Linked DNA regions of Sus scrofa: region 2 is linked to region 1. The links are chromatin contacts, called in public Hi-C maps. All regions are on one chromosome and are shown on one strand. Each heading gives the region's core, a stretch centred on a gene start, on an enhancer-like site or on the middle of the called end of the contact. The rest is flanking DNA. Distances are from core to core; before and after follow the strand shown. Region 1 overlaps SZT2 (protein SZT2). Region 2 has its middle 18 kb from the start of TMEM125.

Region 1 (7,438 bases), core at 1,963-4,462:
CTGGGGGTCTGCGGGGAAGGAGCCAGTGGGCGCCCCAAGGCTGCGTGGCCTGGGAGCGCGTCGGGGCCGGCTCACCTTGTGCCGAGCCTGTGCGGGCGTGCCGATGGGGAAGCCCAGGCGGAGCACCATGCAGGGGGCCTTGGAAATGATGCGGATCATGTAGAAGGAGGAGGGGGGCTGCTCTGGGCCCCTGGGGAGAGACCGGCGTCAGGCGCAGCCCTGGCTGGGCGCCGACGGGAGGAGGAGGAGGGCGGGTCTGGGACGAGGGGACAGCACCTGCCCACCTGGACAGCAGCTTCACATAGGAGTAGCCCTCGACGAGCACGAAGCTGCTCCAGTCGCGGAGCAGGGAGGTCAGCGAGGAGTGCGAGATCCTGCACTGGACCGTGCTGTAGCGGCCGTTGCTGCCCGGGGTGTGCAGGTGCTTGGGGGTCGGCCTGGGAAGAGGGCGCGCCCTGAGCCAGCCCTCCCCGCCAGGCCCCGCCACGGGGGCGAAGAACAGAGGCCGCCTCCCCCTTCAAGAACCCGCCCGAGGACGTGGGGGCTGATGAGCGGGAGGAAAGGGTCGGAGTTTGTCCGGCCCCAGGTCGCTCGGGGCGTCGCCGCCTCCTCCCCCTCACTCGCGCTCCTCCACCCCGACGACGGCCCGAGGAGAAAACCCACGTGTCGTGCTCCAGGATTAGCACCAGGCGATGCATGTGCAGCCAGCGCTGCCATGAGTTGGCATCCATGGAGAGCACTGGCTTCCAGTAGGCCGCAAACTGGGCGTGGGAGGAGTCGGAACCACTGTGCTGAAGGCTCAGCACCTGGGGACAGGAAGGATGGCCCTATGGGTGTATTCGTGAATAACCCCCGAACGGGACTTCCTGCTGTGGCGCAGCGGAAAGGAATCTGACTAGGAGCCATGGGGTTGCGGGTTCTATCCCTGGCCTCGCTCAGCGGGTTCAGGGTCCAGTGTTGCCGTGAGCTATGGTGTAGGTCGCAGACACGGCTTGGATCTGGCGTGGCTGTGGCTGAGGTGTAGGCCGGTGGCTTAGCTCCGATTAGACCCCTAGCCTGGGAACGTCCATACGCTGCGGGTGCGGCCCTAAAAAAGAAAATAAATAAATAAATAACCCCCGAACAGCAAGAGAACCACAGGGTTCGGGGGTTAGAGATGGCAGTGGTATAAGGCTAAAGAAACCCACGGTCCAGCCTGGGACGGAGGCAAAAACTGCCTCCGAAATGAAGCCTAGGGAGAATGAATGAGCCCAGGGACAGGCTGGGTGGCCCTTTAAAGCTGAATCCAGGCAAAGGATGGAACTTGCCCGGCGTCCAGCACTGACTTAGGAGGAAAGCTACTGGGTGACGGCGGGACCTCAGGACGAGAACATTGTACGCTCGCAGAAGCGCCTGCTGGGGCTGGGCGTGGAAAAGGCACGGGACAAAGGGAGCCAGGGTCTCCGGGAGGTGCCCAGTCCTCGGCGGTGGGCAGTGGTGGGAAATGGCTCATGGTGTGCCATGCGGAGAGCAGGCCGGGGGCTCACGGTTGGCTGGGAGACACCACCTGATGCTCTGCACGTCTTCACCTCTGACACCCGCGGCCTGCTGAGGAGCCTCTCGCTGCCGGGGTGCAGAGGTGCGAGGGGCTTCCAAGGCTAAAGCTCAGGGTCCTAGCTTGGGGCCTCAGAGTGAAGAGGGAGGAAAAGGAATCCCCTCAGAAGCCCTGTGGTTCTGGGCTCCGGACGTGGTGCCACTCCAACTCCAGGGGGCACAAGGTGCAGAGAAGGCGCGTCAGAGCCGCTCACCGGGGTGGTGGAGCCGGGCGGGATGTAGAAGAGAGGCACGCCGCTCTTGGTGCTGTCGGGGAGCGTGAAGTGCTCCGGGACCGAGGAGAAGGACTGCAGGTGGGCGAGCATCTGGTCCGTCTGGTTAATGCTGCAGCAAAGGCCAGCCCTGAGCCATGCCACACACGGGTGGGCGCAGCGGAGGGGAGCCCCGGGGGCGCATGGGACCCGGACATAAGCCTGGTGCTCAGGGTGACTCTGCCCGGCCTGCACTGCACGTGGTCCCTCTGCACACGAGACGGGGCTCCCCTCACCGAGCGGCGCCCTCACTCACCTCTGCAGTGTGTTCCAGAACCGCCGGATCACGTGGGTCCGATACAGCGAGCGGATGGGTTGCCTCAGGGCACAGGACACGTCATGCAGGATGTCATAGCCGCCTTCCATAGTCACTTCCACGCGGGTGACGCGAGGGCCCTCGGGTTCCAGGGGCCAGGGCGCCACAGCCACGTACTCGATGCGCATGTTGTGTTTCCACAGCAGCACCAGCTTCACCTCCAGCTGGGACCCTCCTTCGGGGAAAGCAGGGGGCTGGTTAGGGGCTGAGGCCTGCCCCAAGCTGCATCAGCCTCAGGGAACTCTAGCCCGGCCAAAGGTTCCCAGCATGGTTCCACAGGGTTCATGCCCAGAGTCTGCCAACTGACACACTCTGAAGTGTGCAGGGGGATCCGAATGCAAAGCCAAGTTCGGGACCACAACCCCTCAGCTGACTCATCCTGGGCACAGGGAGACGGACTCGGGAAGCTGAATGCTAAGAGACCTGAGCCCTGAGGGCAGCTCAGAACCCACTTGTGTCAGATGGCAGCAGCATCTGTCACTGTGACACGCTTTCATGCACGGGGCAGGAGTGTCTTCCGCTCTGCTCAGACTCAGGGGATACAACAGGGCCAGCGACCCCCACCTTTGGTCAGCGCGACCTCTCGGACGCTGTAGCCCTCTCGAAGCCGCACCGACACGGTGCTGACCAAGTCAGCCGCCACCTCCTTCTCAGTGTGCTTCTTGCGGCGCAGGGCCAGGGCGGGGTTGCTGCTCGCGGAGACCAGGTGCTCGTTAAACAGGCGGTGCTGAGAGCCTAGAGGAGCAGTGAGGACGGGGGAGGGGAAGCGCCTGTCGGTTAGCTGATGGGGGTGGGGATGCGGTGGGGGGGCAGGCTGAATCAATCACGGGAAGGAACAGCGCCCGAGCCCACAGCCCCGGTTAGACTCTCCGTCCCCTGGGACCCCAGCCCCAGGTGGAGTCCCGCATCATCTCTGGGCCCGGCTGCACTCCCCCACCTCCCCCAGGCCGCCCCTCACCGCAGTAATATTCAGGGTTCAGGGCTTCCCCACTGCGCAGGAAGGAGTAGAGGAGAAAGGCCCGGTGGTAAACAGTCAGACCCAGGTTGCCGGGCTCGGGCTCAGGACAAGTGGACAGGTAGGAGCCAAAGGTTGCCATTGCGATGAATTTCATCAATTCCACATTGGGCACGTGGCCAAAACTGCAGTCGTAAGAGTAAACTCCTCCCACCTGAAGAAAGGGAGCGCTTAGAGACCCAGCTCCAAAGGAGCCACCAGAGAAGCACGTACAACAAAAGACAGGGCTGCGCGGCTGCTGCCATGCCCGGCGCACAGTGGGAAGTGGGCCAGCGTCCTCCCAACACAGGCCACGGCTGGGCGGCTTTCCTGCCCTGAGTCCTTCTTCGGTCTGAAGCCCAGCACACCCTTCCTGTTCCACGTCAATGCCAGCCTGCCCCCGTTCACTCAAGATTTTGGCCACTGGTTCCCTGGATTCTTGTCATCATCTTGAGACTGCAGTGTTTAACCAAAGTGCTCCTCGAACTTTAGGGTGCAGACAAAACACCTGGGGATTTTATTATAACCCGCAGATCTGGGGTGTGGCCTGGGATTTTGCGTTTCTAACAGGCTCCCTGGTGATGCCAATGCTGCTTATCCAGAGACTGGCAAACTACCTGTGCCCAACTCTAGCCTATCACCTAATTCTTGTCTTTTGGGGGCTGCACTGGCAGCATATGGAGGTTCCCAGGTGAGGGGTTAAATAGGAGCTGTAGCTGCTGGCCTACGCCACAGCCAAAGCAACGTCAGATCTGAGCCACATCTGCGACCTACACCACAGCTCATGCAATGCGGGATCCTTAACCCACTAAGCGAGGCCAGGGATCGAACCTCGTGGATACCAGTCGGGTTCATTACCACTGAGCCATGACAGGAACTCCTCACCTGTTTTTGTAAATGAGGTTTTACTGGAACACAACCACCTCCATTCAGTTTTGTATTGTCTGTGTCTGTTTCCACGCTACACGAGTGCAGCAGGGTAGCTGTGACAACCACATGGCCCATAAAGCTCAAAATATTTACCAGCTAGCCCTTTACAGAAGCTGTGCAGATATACGCTAGATGGTAGACTTAATACCCTGGCCCCTAGACTCCCGAACCCTCATCTCCAGGAATTTCATCCACACACTTACCTGCTGGCTGCGCATTGGCCCTTGGCTTCACCAGGATGGAACCACTTCCTCTTGGCAATTTCAACTGCCACGTCCCCGATTACACACAATTGTGACCCTTTTTAAAGTTCCTTCCGTCCTTCTCCTGCTGCTGCTCTTTGACCTCGTTAAGGCTCCCAGGCCTTGAACCTTGGCTCCTTTCGAATCGATCCACGTCCCCCAAGCCCTCCTTTCGCAAGCCAGCCCGAACCCCGTGTTAAAGCAGCTTCATCCATGTTATTCTCAGCTTCCTAGCCCTCTTTCCTTTTTCTGCTTCCACCTGAAAACCCCAACTAGGATCACAAGCTCTATACCCAGATCCCATGTGGGAACCCAGTGGATCCCAAAGAGAGAAAACTGCAGTTGCGTAGGTTTGCACATCAAAACCCGCCACGCCCCACCCAGCGGGTCATCAGGGCCTCCCTCCTCCTCCTGCTGCTCTGTCGGCCCCTCCCTTACGGCAGCATCACCTCCTGCCACCTCAGAGAGACGTCAAAGCCCCCCGGCCCCGGGAGAGTTTATCTGTGTCTTCACTTCCATCCTGGTCCCAAAGGAGAAGAGACCCGCTCCTGCTCCAAGAGTTCCTCAATCTGTTTCTTGAGCCAACGCTCTCCTGTCAATTTAGGGACTTTACGCCATCTGGCTTCCTTTTCTTTCCCTTATTTTCAAACTCTGCTTCCCCACGGCTCCTCCGGACCCTGCTGAAGTCTCTAGCTTGAAAGACAAAACCGGACATCCCACGGTGGCGCAGCGGAAACGAATCCGACCAGGAACCAAGAGGTTGCGGGTTCGATCCCTGGCCTCGCTCCGTGGGTTGAGGATCCGGCATGGCCATGAGCTGTGGTGTAGGTCGCAGACTCAGCTCAGATCCCGCGTGGCTGTGGCTGTGGCGTAGGCCAGCAGCTGTAGCGCCGACGGACCCCTGGCCTGGTGGCCCTCCATATGCTGCGGGAGCAGCCCTAGAAAGCGAAATAAAAAAATAAATAAACAAACAAAACAGAAGAGAACACCCCCTCCTTCCAGCCTGTACTTTCCTCCGGCTGCCGTTCTCTCCCACTCCCCACCCGACTGGAACAACCAAATTCCACGCGTCAGCACTTGTCTCTACTTCCTTCTCTCTCTGCTCTTGGATCCTCTGCAATCACCCCCCTTGCCGCCTCTTCGCTGGAAAGGCCTGGAAAAGATCCCCGTGGCCTCCTAAGCAGCAAATCCAAGAGGCGCCTTTCCTTTCTCACTTGACATGATCTCACGCCGTGACGTGCTACTTTCTTCCCCAAACTCTGACCTCTGCGACGCCAGAAGCGCCTGGTTCTTGTCTGACGCTTTCCCTTCATTCTCTGCTGGGCACCTTTCCCACGAAGACCTTTAAACACTGGTGGCCCCAGGCTCTCTGAGGATCTCTGCTCTTTTCAATCAAATCCTAACTCTCTCTCTCTCAACTAGTGTTGTCTCCTGAGTATCAGATCTGCGCATCCAACTGCCGTGAAGAGCCGTCATTTATACGTCATCATGCACCATGCTGAGCGCTTTAAATATATGCCCGCACCCAGGGGGGTAGGTACCACTATAATCTCCCTTCATAGATGAATCCACCCCAGAAGGGAAGGGAAGCGCCCTAGGTCACACGGCCGGTAAGCGGAGCCAGGATTCAGGCCAGGCATGCCTAACTGCAACGGTGACGTCTTACTGCTATCCTGCTGACCCGCGGGCACCTCAAACACAGCACGCACACACCTGGATTCATCGTCCTGCCCTCACTCCACCCCAACTGCTCCTCTCTGTCTGCTTTGCTGGCCACTCAGTCATCGCTGGAGTCAGAAACTTAGAAACAGCCTTTACTTTTCCTCTCTCCCTTCCTTCCTTTTTTTTTTTTTTTTTGTTTTTTGTTTTTGTTTTTTATGGCCACACCTGAGCATACAGAAGTTCCCAGGCTAGGGGTCGAATTGGAGCTACAGTTGCCAGCCTACACCAGAGCCACAGCAATGCCAGATCTGAGCCCTGTCTGTGACCCAAGGCCGCAGCTCACAGCAACATTGGATCCTTAACCCACTGAACCAGGCCAGGGATCAAACCCACATCCTCATGGATACTAGTCGGATTCGTAACTCACGGAGCCACCACGGGAACCCCTAGCCCCTCTTTCTTGCTCACCCCGCTCATCTTGCTCATCATACATGTTGACTCTGTCCCCTCATTTCTCTGTCTCCAGTCCTGCCCCCTCTCTCTTACCCTGAGTTCCCTTCATTTAAGCCCTGATCCTCTCTCGCCTGACCACTGCAATTAGCAGCCTTCCTGCCTCCCTCTTGCCCTCTCCCCAGCAACAGGAGGGATCTTTATAAAACACAAATGCAACTTGTGGTTTTCCTTCTGTGTCCCTGCATCACCCACAGAACTATGCTGGAACTCCTACCACAGCAGAAGCAGCTTTCCGGGCCCATGCCTACCCTCCAGGCTGGTTTCCCACAGCTCTTTGCCTCCTACCCCGCAGTCCGTCCATCCAAACTGGCTGCAGGTCCCAGAATATTCCCACCCCTCCTTTGCTTACGCTAGTTGGAGCTGGGTTTTCTGGCCCCTGCAACCGAAACGGTAGTAACTAATCTAATAGGAGGCGTGGGACTGGAACCAACGGCCAGAATGTAAATCTTGCACTGTTCTCACTGTAACGTACTGCCTCTCACATCCTAGGGAGAGAGGACAAAGGCTTGGTCCTCTCCCACCACTGTACCCATCCTGTTCTAAACATGATGCCCCCAGCGCCCCCAGAACTGTGATTGGCTTTACCTGGGAAATCACTGCCTGCAAGAAAGCAACCAGCCACATCCCACTTTGTGAGGTACCACGCCTCCCTCTCCCCCTTCCCAGCAAGTCCTCACCTGCACAAAGGAACACGCCACAGTGCCGCTGCGAAGCTGGTTCAGCAGTGTCTCACAGACAGCAACATCAGGGACACTGGTCACCCCATCTGTGATCACAATGATGCCTGGAGCGGGAAACATCAGACTCAGACCTGGGACACTGTCCAGACCAAAGTCTCAGGGAGGCATCCAAGCGACGGGGCCCTAAGACCTCGGTGTCCAGCGAGCCCTTCTCCCCCCTCCCCCGCTCCTCCCTCCCGAGGCCTGGACCCTCCTAA
Region 2 (7,438 bases), core at 3,440-5,939, 160 kb after region 1:
CAGAAATAGCGCAAGGAGTTCCTACGTATCCTTCAGCCACCCTCCCCCAGTGACAGTCCCCTGCGCACGCATGGCACATGAAGGGACTGGCATTTGAAAGCCCTGGTTTGCAGCTGTGGAATGTTTCAGTTCATCACGGTTTCCGAGCTTTAGTCCCGAATGTAAACCATCAGAAGACAATATACCCCAACGATGCTGGCTTAATTCGCCACAGCCATACCTTACACCCTGGGTTTTTATAGACTGTCCGGATGAGAAAGGGACACCTGAAGAAAGTTTCTATTGTCTGAAAACCTAAAGACTGCCAGTTATGCTGTTCGAGACGCCGTTTGTCAGGCTCCACGCATGAAGTTTCTCGTAGAATTGAGTGCTGGGAGAGGTCAGTTTCTTCCGAAAAAGAAACTTCCTTTCTCTGTAGAAGAGCTACGTAAACCATCGCATTTGCCCCCCTCTCGCCTTGGTTATCAGCATCTCAGAGGGACTTTATCCCTGCGGTGACTGACGCAGTTAACGTTTCTAGTGTAAATTTCCCCTCTCCTTTCCATCCTTCTTTTGCCTTTGTTTTGATTGTACAGGTGGATCATCCCTTATCCACCGCTGCGAAATGCAAAAAGCTCTAAAAATGGAAAGCATTTTAAAAATCAGGTAGGTTGGTGTGATATTCATATGGTTCACGCTAGAAACAACAGTGTATTTGATTTCAGATTTCTAGGGATGTTATATAGTGTGTAGTGTGTATAGTGTGTTCTTCCTAAGATCGGAAAGATTCTGAATTCTGAAACTCGAGCTAACGCCAAGGATTTTGGATTTGCAAGGGTTTGAATGTGTTGGGGCCCTCACACATCCTTTGGCGAGCAGGTGAGTGGCATGGAGAGGTGCCCAGGAGGCCAGGGGGTGGATGTGACCCATCACAGGAGGAAACTCAGGAGAGGCAGCTTTGGAAGCCAAAGAGAGACCTGCTCGTGACTGCCACTGGTCCCTGGACCCGATGCCCATCTTTCCGGGCCACGAGGGGAATTACCTTTCTCTGTCACATCCTGAGGTTGGGTTTTCTTGGTCAGTTTCAGAGCTGCTTCAAGGTCGTAGACTTGGGAGCGGGTGAGCTTCAGCTCTCGGCGGAGCTCATTAATCTCCTTGATCAGCAAGACATTTTCCTGAAGAAAGGGAGGGGGAGAGAGTGAGGGCAGATGGACGAGGGATGAGTGGGCACAGGACCTGCCCTGGCCTGGGGAAGAGGGTGTGGAGAACCGTCAGGGTTGGTCTGGGACCCACACTGAGTCTTTGGTTTCTCCCTTGTGGCCTGAGTCCTTCCCCTGGCTCATGGGTCAGCCTCTCGAGGTACCAGCTGACCTCCCTCCAGGTAGACTCTGGCAAGGTAAGATACAGACAGCGTGCACCACTCCCATCCATCCAGGCTCTTTCTATGAGCAGGAACAATAATGCTAGTCTAAGCACTTTTTATGAACCTAAAGCACGGAGGCATCATAATAACACAATGGGTAGATTCTATTACAGAAGAGAAAACTGAGGCACAGAGAAGTTATGTCACTTACCCAAATTACACAGCTAGCAAGTGACAGCCAGTGTTCGGACCCAGTTTTGCTCCAAAGCTCTGAGCTCGTAAGTACTGTGCTATACTTTATTCACTTCCCCCCATTCATTTGCTGAACTATATATATATTTATGATATTGTATGGTATCTGCGACCTCTCTGGGATGCAGGCAGAAGTAAGACATGGCTTCCGCTCTCAGCAGCACACTTTTTAGTGAGGAACACAGAGAAATAAAGGCACAATTAACACTAACTGCATCCATCGGAAGTTCACTTCTCTCGTTAGTGTTCGGCAAATATCCATCCGTCCAACATTTACTGAGGGCTTATCATGGGCCAGGCACTGCCCTGGACCCGAGCTCTATTTATCGAAAGGAAGACGTGGCCTCTGCTCCCGAGCAGCTGCGGTTGTAGTGAGGGATCTGGGCACCGTTTAGGGAGGGGGCGACCTTGCCGGGATGGGGGCGTGGGGCACGGAGGAGAGGCACTTAGCCCTGTGCAAGTGACCAGCACGGATTCCTAGGGACGGACCTCCGGGCGGAGGCTTGACGGAGGTACCAAGGAGAGGGTGGAGGGGGTCCCGGATGACTGGAACAGCGGGAGAAAGGCACAAAAGGACCTGGCTGGTGTGTGGGGTGGCCTGCGGCAGCTCTGGACCACCAAGGAGAGGTGAGAAGAGAGAGAGGAGGGCGGGGCAGGGCCTGCTGCCCGCCAGGGGGAGGGGCTCTGTGCCCCTGGACCAAGCAGTTTCTTCTCTCTTGCCTCGCTGGCCTTTTCACACTCAGCCCAAGGCCCCGAGGGAGGCCCCACAGAGGCGCTCCTGTCGCCAGAGGCCACTCTGTTCTTGGAGCCCACGGCCTCAGAACTCAGCGCGTCCACCCCAGCAGCTCTCACACAACGGCGCACATGAGTCACCCGAGGGGCCTGTTCAAGGTGACTTCTGACTCGGTGGGTCTGGAGCCGCTCCTGAGATGCTGAATTTCTACCGGCTCCCAGGAGACACTGAGTGGCAGGCCCCTGCCAGGGGCGGGAGCCGGGCCCCTGGGCGTCGGAGCAGCGACAGAGGCAGACATGGGCTACATCTACCAAAGACCGGCCTGTGCCAGAAACAAGCAGGGCTTCCACGCGGGCCTCTCTCTGCAGTCCCGGGGGTGGAGTCTGGGCCGGAGGACAGGCGGATCCCGAGCCCTGCTGTCAGCGAGACCGACAAGCCTCCTCTGTTAGGGAACACGCACGGGGACACCCCGACAGTCCTGCCCCTGGAGCCTCTTTATCTGAGCAGGTCAGACATACCTTCCGATTTTCAGTCTATCATTTAGCCTCCCCATCCTGCATTTACAAACGTGGTTCCCTCTTGGATGCAATGCCCAATTATTGCCAACCGCTCGTTCGCCGGCTAGGCTTTGTACCTACTTTTCTATAAAGTCACCTTTTCCTCCTGATTTTTGACCCTAGTGACCAACCTAGGCCTTGGGGATGCAATTCCCACATTTCCTGTGCGCAGGCTCCGTTTCCTCCCACCTGACCTTCTCTGACTTTGTTTCGCGACTCGATCCGTGAAATACGTATTCATTGCGTTCTAAGACCTTGGACTCGGCCTGGCCTGTAAGAAGGGCTCAGTAAATATTTGTGGAAGGGAAAAGCAAATGAATGAGGAAAGCCATGGATTCCAGGCTGAGTAAGAGGACATGAGCAACCAGGGGCCAAGGGCTGAGCAGGGAAGACCAGACAGGAGGTCTTGGGAGGGCTGCGGGGACCCCCTGGGCCCACGGGCTCACCAGGGGCCCCCTCGACTCCTCCGAGCTGGCGTCACTTTGCCTCACTCCCTGCCTGATTCACTAAAGTGACAGTAATCCGTATAAGACGAGTGACTGAAAAAGCCAGTTCTCTCCAGAAACACTTCAGACGCTTCCTCCTGGTCAGTCGGTCATTCCGTCACTCAACCCTGTGGACTTTGGGTCTGGACTGAATCTCGTTGGCCCTCACCAGCTCCCAGCATCGCTCCCCTTCATGACTGTAGTGGCCTCAAGGGGAGCCCCTGCCACCACGACTGGGGCTTCTGGCTCCTGGTGCCATTGATATGAATGCCTGTTTCCGACCCCACCGGCAGCCCTGGGCACCTCCGTGAAGCTGGCCTCCTCAACGGGTCTCCGGAACACGCCTCACCTGCCTGAGAGTGTGATTGAGGCCCAGGACTCAATGCAGCCCGATTCCTCTGTTCTGTTCATTCGCTCGTTCATAAAAATCACCCGAGAGCCAGACCCTGAACGCCTAGCAGGCACCTACTGTGCCAGACATGGGAGGGCGAGCTTGGATCCAGGGCAGGGAGAGGCCACGGGAGTGTGAAGGGGGGTGCCGGCCAGGGTGAGGAGGGCTCCCCGTGGAGGCAGGGCACGGGGACAGGGTTCCAGGCCCAGAGCCAGGAGGGAGCAAGGCGCCAAAGGCTGGATGGTGATGATAACGAGACGATAACCGCCAGGATTGGCGAGATTCCTGCCCTGCATCAAATATTTTGCATGTGTGACCTCGTTTCATCCCTACCGCCACCTTATGCAGAAGGGCTTACTAGGTTCAGTTTCATAGGAGGAAACCATGGCCACGGGGGGAGGGACAGCTGGGATCCCGGCCTGCTGACCCCCAGGCTCTCGCCTCTCACCCCTTACGCCGCCTCCATCCCAACACCTCACATAGTATGAGGGCCCCGAAGCCCCTGAAAAGTACAGGTGGGGCTCCCTTAAGAGTGCTTTCTGGGGCGCTTCAGAGGTCACACTGAGGCCAACTCTGCGCACGTGCCTTGGGTAGTCAGGTGAAGCTCAGTGAACGCAACGAGTGTGCTAAGCTTTCTGTTCCTGATCCGTCCTTGGTCAGCATGGCCTACGAACGCCCCTCCAACCCTCCAGGCCCCCACCCAGCTCCTCCGTGGCAGGGGGGCTGTGACCTGGGTTCCTCAAATGGCAGGTCTTGGGGTAAGTGAGAGAGCCTGGCTCGAGGATGCCAAGGTCAGGCTTTATAGAAAGCCTGCTGAGCACAGAGGCCATGCCAAGCTGTCCAAGACTGCCTTTGGTCAAGGGCAATGCCAGCAAGCCCCAGGCAGGCACCCACGGACAGAACTTCATTCTGGGAGGGAGGAGGGCACAGCGAGGAAATGCCTATAGCACCCCCTACTGGCCTGCCTTGAATTGACACCTTTAAGAACCTGGCAGGGACTGTTCGTGCGGCAAGAGAGGGGCCCCAGATTTATTTCCACAACTTGGGAGCCCCACATCAGGGGCATCTTTGTGGAGCCCACAGTTGGTGGGATCGTTACCTGCCTAACTGCGCAGATGAACCACTTCCTGCCCCCCTTCCACCTTTCTTTCCCATCCAAGCCGAGGCTCCCACTCGTCGTCTCGATGCTGAAATGCCTGTGGACATCCCGACTTTCCCTTCCAAGGCCTGTCATCTCCCTTTAACATGGGACTCATATTCTGAAGGGCTTTCCTGCCACCTGCCTTCCCTCCCGGCCTTTCCACCTTGCCCATCCAGGTAACCTTTCCAGCGCAGCTAACATCCCTACCTACTTAAGAAACCTTGGGTGGCACCCGTTTGTAAGAGAAACTGCACGCTTCTTGGTGCAACACAGAAAGCGCTTTCAACATGACCCCAAGCTAACCGCCCGTCCAGAGGGCCCTTCGTCCCCACCCCATGCTCTGCAGGAAAGTTAGGTTGGTGGATTCCTGGGCCCTCGAACACACCACAGGCTTCTCTTTTCTCTGACTCTTCTCCGGTTGTGCCCTCCGTCTGAAGGCTCTTCCTCATCTGGCGCCCAGCCCTCCTACCCACCTTTTAAGGCCCGGCTCAAATGCCACTCCTCTAACCGAGGCCCGCCTCTCTAGGCGCAACCACATTCACCTTGGAGGCTCAGAGCTTGGCATGGAAGAAGCCTGAAAAATACATGTCCTGAACAAAGAAGGTATGTGTCCTAGATGTCTGCATTCCATGGCAGCTCTTATTTTCCTATCTGCAAGCTTGCTGGAGAAGGACTGAGGAGGCCCAGCGCTCCTGTCTGAGCATACAAATGAGACGGTGACCTTATTTTCTGTGTGTTCTAATGAGTTTCTCTCGGGTGCCATGTCTGCCCCAGCCTCTCTTGGCCTTTGGAGACTTAAGAGTCAGGGCCTTGGCACCTGAAGATGCAGCTCCTCACAAATGCATATCAAGGCAGCAGGTGCCTCGGGCCACCAGCCCGGGGGTCCAGAATCAGCTATACAGGCCCCATGCCCATGTCCCCAGCCCGCGGACACCCCTGGCTTGTGCTGTGATGGCCTTCCAGGCTGTCCTACTCTGGATTTCCCCTTGGTTCTTTTTGTTTTTTTGCTTTTTAGAGCCGCACCTGTAGCGTACGGAAGTTCCCAGGCTAGGGGATCGAATCAGAGCTACAGCTGCCAGCCTATATCACAGCCACGGCAACGTGGAATCTGGGCTGCGTCTGCGACCTATGCTGCAGCTCATGGCAAAAACGGATTCTTAACCCACGGGGTGAGGCCAGAGACTGAACCTGCATCGTCATGGATACTAGTCGGGTTCATTACCCCTGTGCCGCAATGGGAACTCCTTGCCTTGGTTCTTGAATTAATCCTTAGCTTGGAAGAAGGGAAGGGAAACAGTATTTCTTTGGAGCATCTATTCTGTACAGGGCCGGTGCCGGATGCCTTGCATTGCTTATCTCCTTCCATCCTCCCAGGAACTTGCTGAAGTTGTTACTTCCCCTTTCACAGGCTGACAGGAGGATAAACCAGGTCTGTAGGGAGATAGGGCTGCGCTCTTTGCACCTGCCCTGACACCTCGCCTGGCCCTTGAGATCAAAGAATTAAGGAAACAATTTTTACCATCCAGGACAGTGGCTTTGAAAGTTTTTCTTTTTTTAAGTCTTCCAAAAACCACCTTACAAGAGCCCACTTTAATAAACAAAGGGGCACCCTGTTTGAGGGTGGGGACCCAGGGCCCTGCCTCCCGACCCTTCTTGCCCCTGCAGTTGCCTGTGGCACATCTCTGCACCCACAGGGCTCTGCAGCACACTGACTCTCGGGGAGGTCTCCCTGTTGGTGGCTGCCTCTGCCGGCCATCAGGGAGTGGCAGGGTTGGGAAGAGGCCCTGCTTGGGTCTCTGCTCCCTTCAGCCCTGGCCCAGCAGCGGGGGGGGGGGGCATGTGGCCTCTGGAGTCTGGGGGGAGCAAAAGAGGACCTTCTGCCTGCCCCGAACAGCCTCATGCTGAAGCTCGTGCTCGCACCCTCTGCACTCTCTTCCCTTTTCCTTCTTCTCCTAGGCTTGACATTTTCCTTTCGGGGTGTCTGCTTGGCATGGAGAGAGGGACCCAGCCCTCACAGGACCCCTCAAGGTCTGTGCTCTGGTGGCAAGTCACAGATGAGAGCTCAGCAATGTCACCAGCTGACAACCACTCCTGTAGCCACCCTGGCCCCCTGCCCAGCTTGCAGCACTGCAGTGCCCCTGAGGGTTATCCACACTTGGGGACGCTCCAGACCCTTGGCGATGGCTCTGCGCATCAGCTGCTGGTGCCTGAGGGTCGGTCCCACCAATGGGACCCACTCCTTCTATGGGTCTCTGACTGCTTTCATGGCCCGGGAGCAGGGCCGTGGGTTGCCTGATGGTGTGGGCCGCTTCTAAGCAGGGGCTGGTTATAAGGTGGCACGAGACCCGCCATGCCTGGGTCTGGCCTGAATTGCACTGTGCTCTGCCCATCTGTGTTTGGAACTGGTTTGTTTCCACCCAACTGCAGCTCGTCCCCATTCCAGCATTTTAATTATGGCATTAAAGGCATACGAACATAAAAAGGTATGTGCCTTATAAATGGGATTCCGATGTTCTCTAATTGCCTCAGATGATACT

What was found. Hi-C and Micro-C count contacts between places; a contact is called where the count stands out from the background.
Region 2: a Hi-C map of liver shows a contact between it and region 1, with 5 times the contacts expected there. The contact joins two enhancer-like sites. A contact is called at or near these places in 1 of 5 promoter capture datasets (fetal liver), 19 of 47 Hi-C or Micro-C datasets (alveolar macrophages, blood, embryonic fibroblasts and 9 more) and 2 of 2 datasets of contacts at active chromatin or transcription factors (alveolar macrophages and skeletal muscle).

Annotation. Positions count from the first base shown.
Region 1 is chr6:167,838,494-167,845,931 of Sscrofa11.1, forward strand. It overlaps SZT2 (protein SZT2), which reads right to left. Exons shown (of 72, transcript XR_002345235.1): 7 at 7,179-7,285; 8 at 3,119-3,329; 9 at 2,725-2,895; 10 at 2,101-2,335; 11 at 1,788-1,917; 12 at 664-806; 13 at 285-437; 14 at 76-190. Among named protein-coding and RNA genes, the nearest start is that of SZT2, 19 kb to the right of the region's middle. Within about 2 kb of position 3,213, at least 3 of the 83 cell types and tissues checked have an H3K27ac peak or open chromatin away from gene starts, as enhancers often do. A contact at or near this core is called in liver, where this site is marked.
Region 2 is chr6:167,992,877-168,000,314 of Sscrofa11.1, forward strand. No RefSeq gene overlaps it. Among named protein-coding and RNA genes, the nearest start is that of TMEM125, 18 kb to the left of the region's middle. Within about 2 kb of position 4,690, at least 15 of the 83 cell types and tissues checked have an H3K27ac peak or open chromatin away from gene starts, as enhancers often do. A contact at or near this core is called in liver, where this site is marked.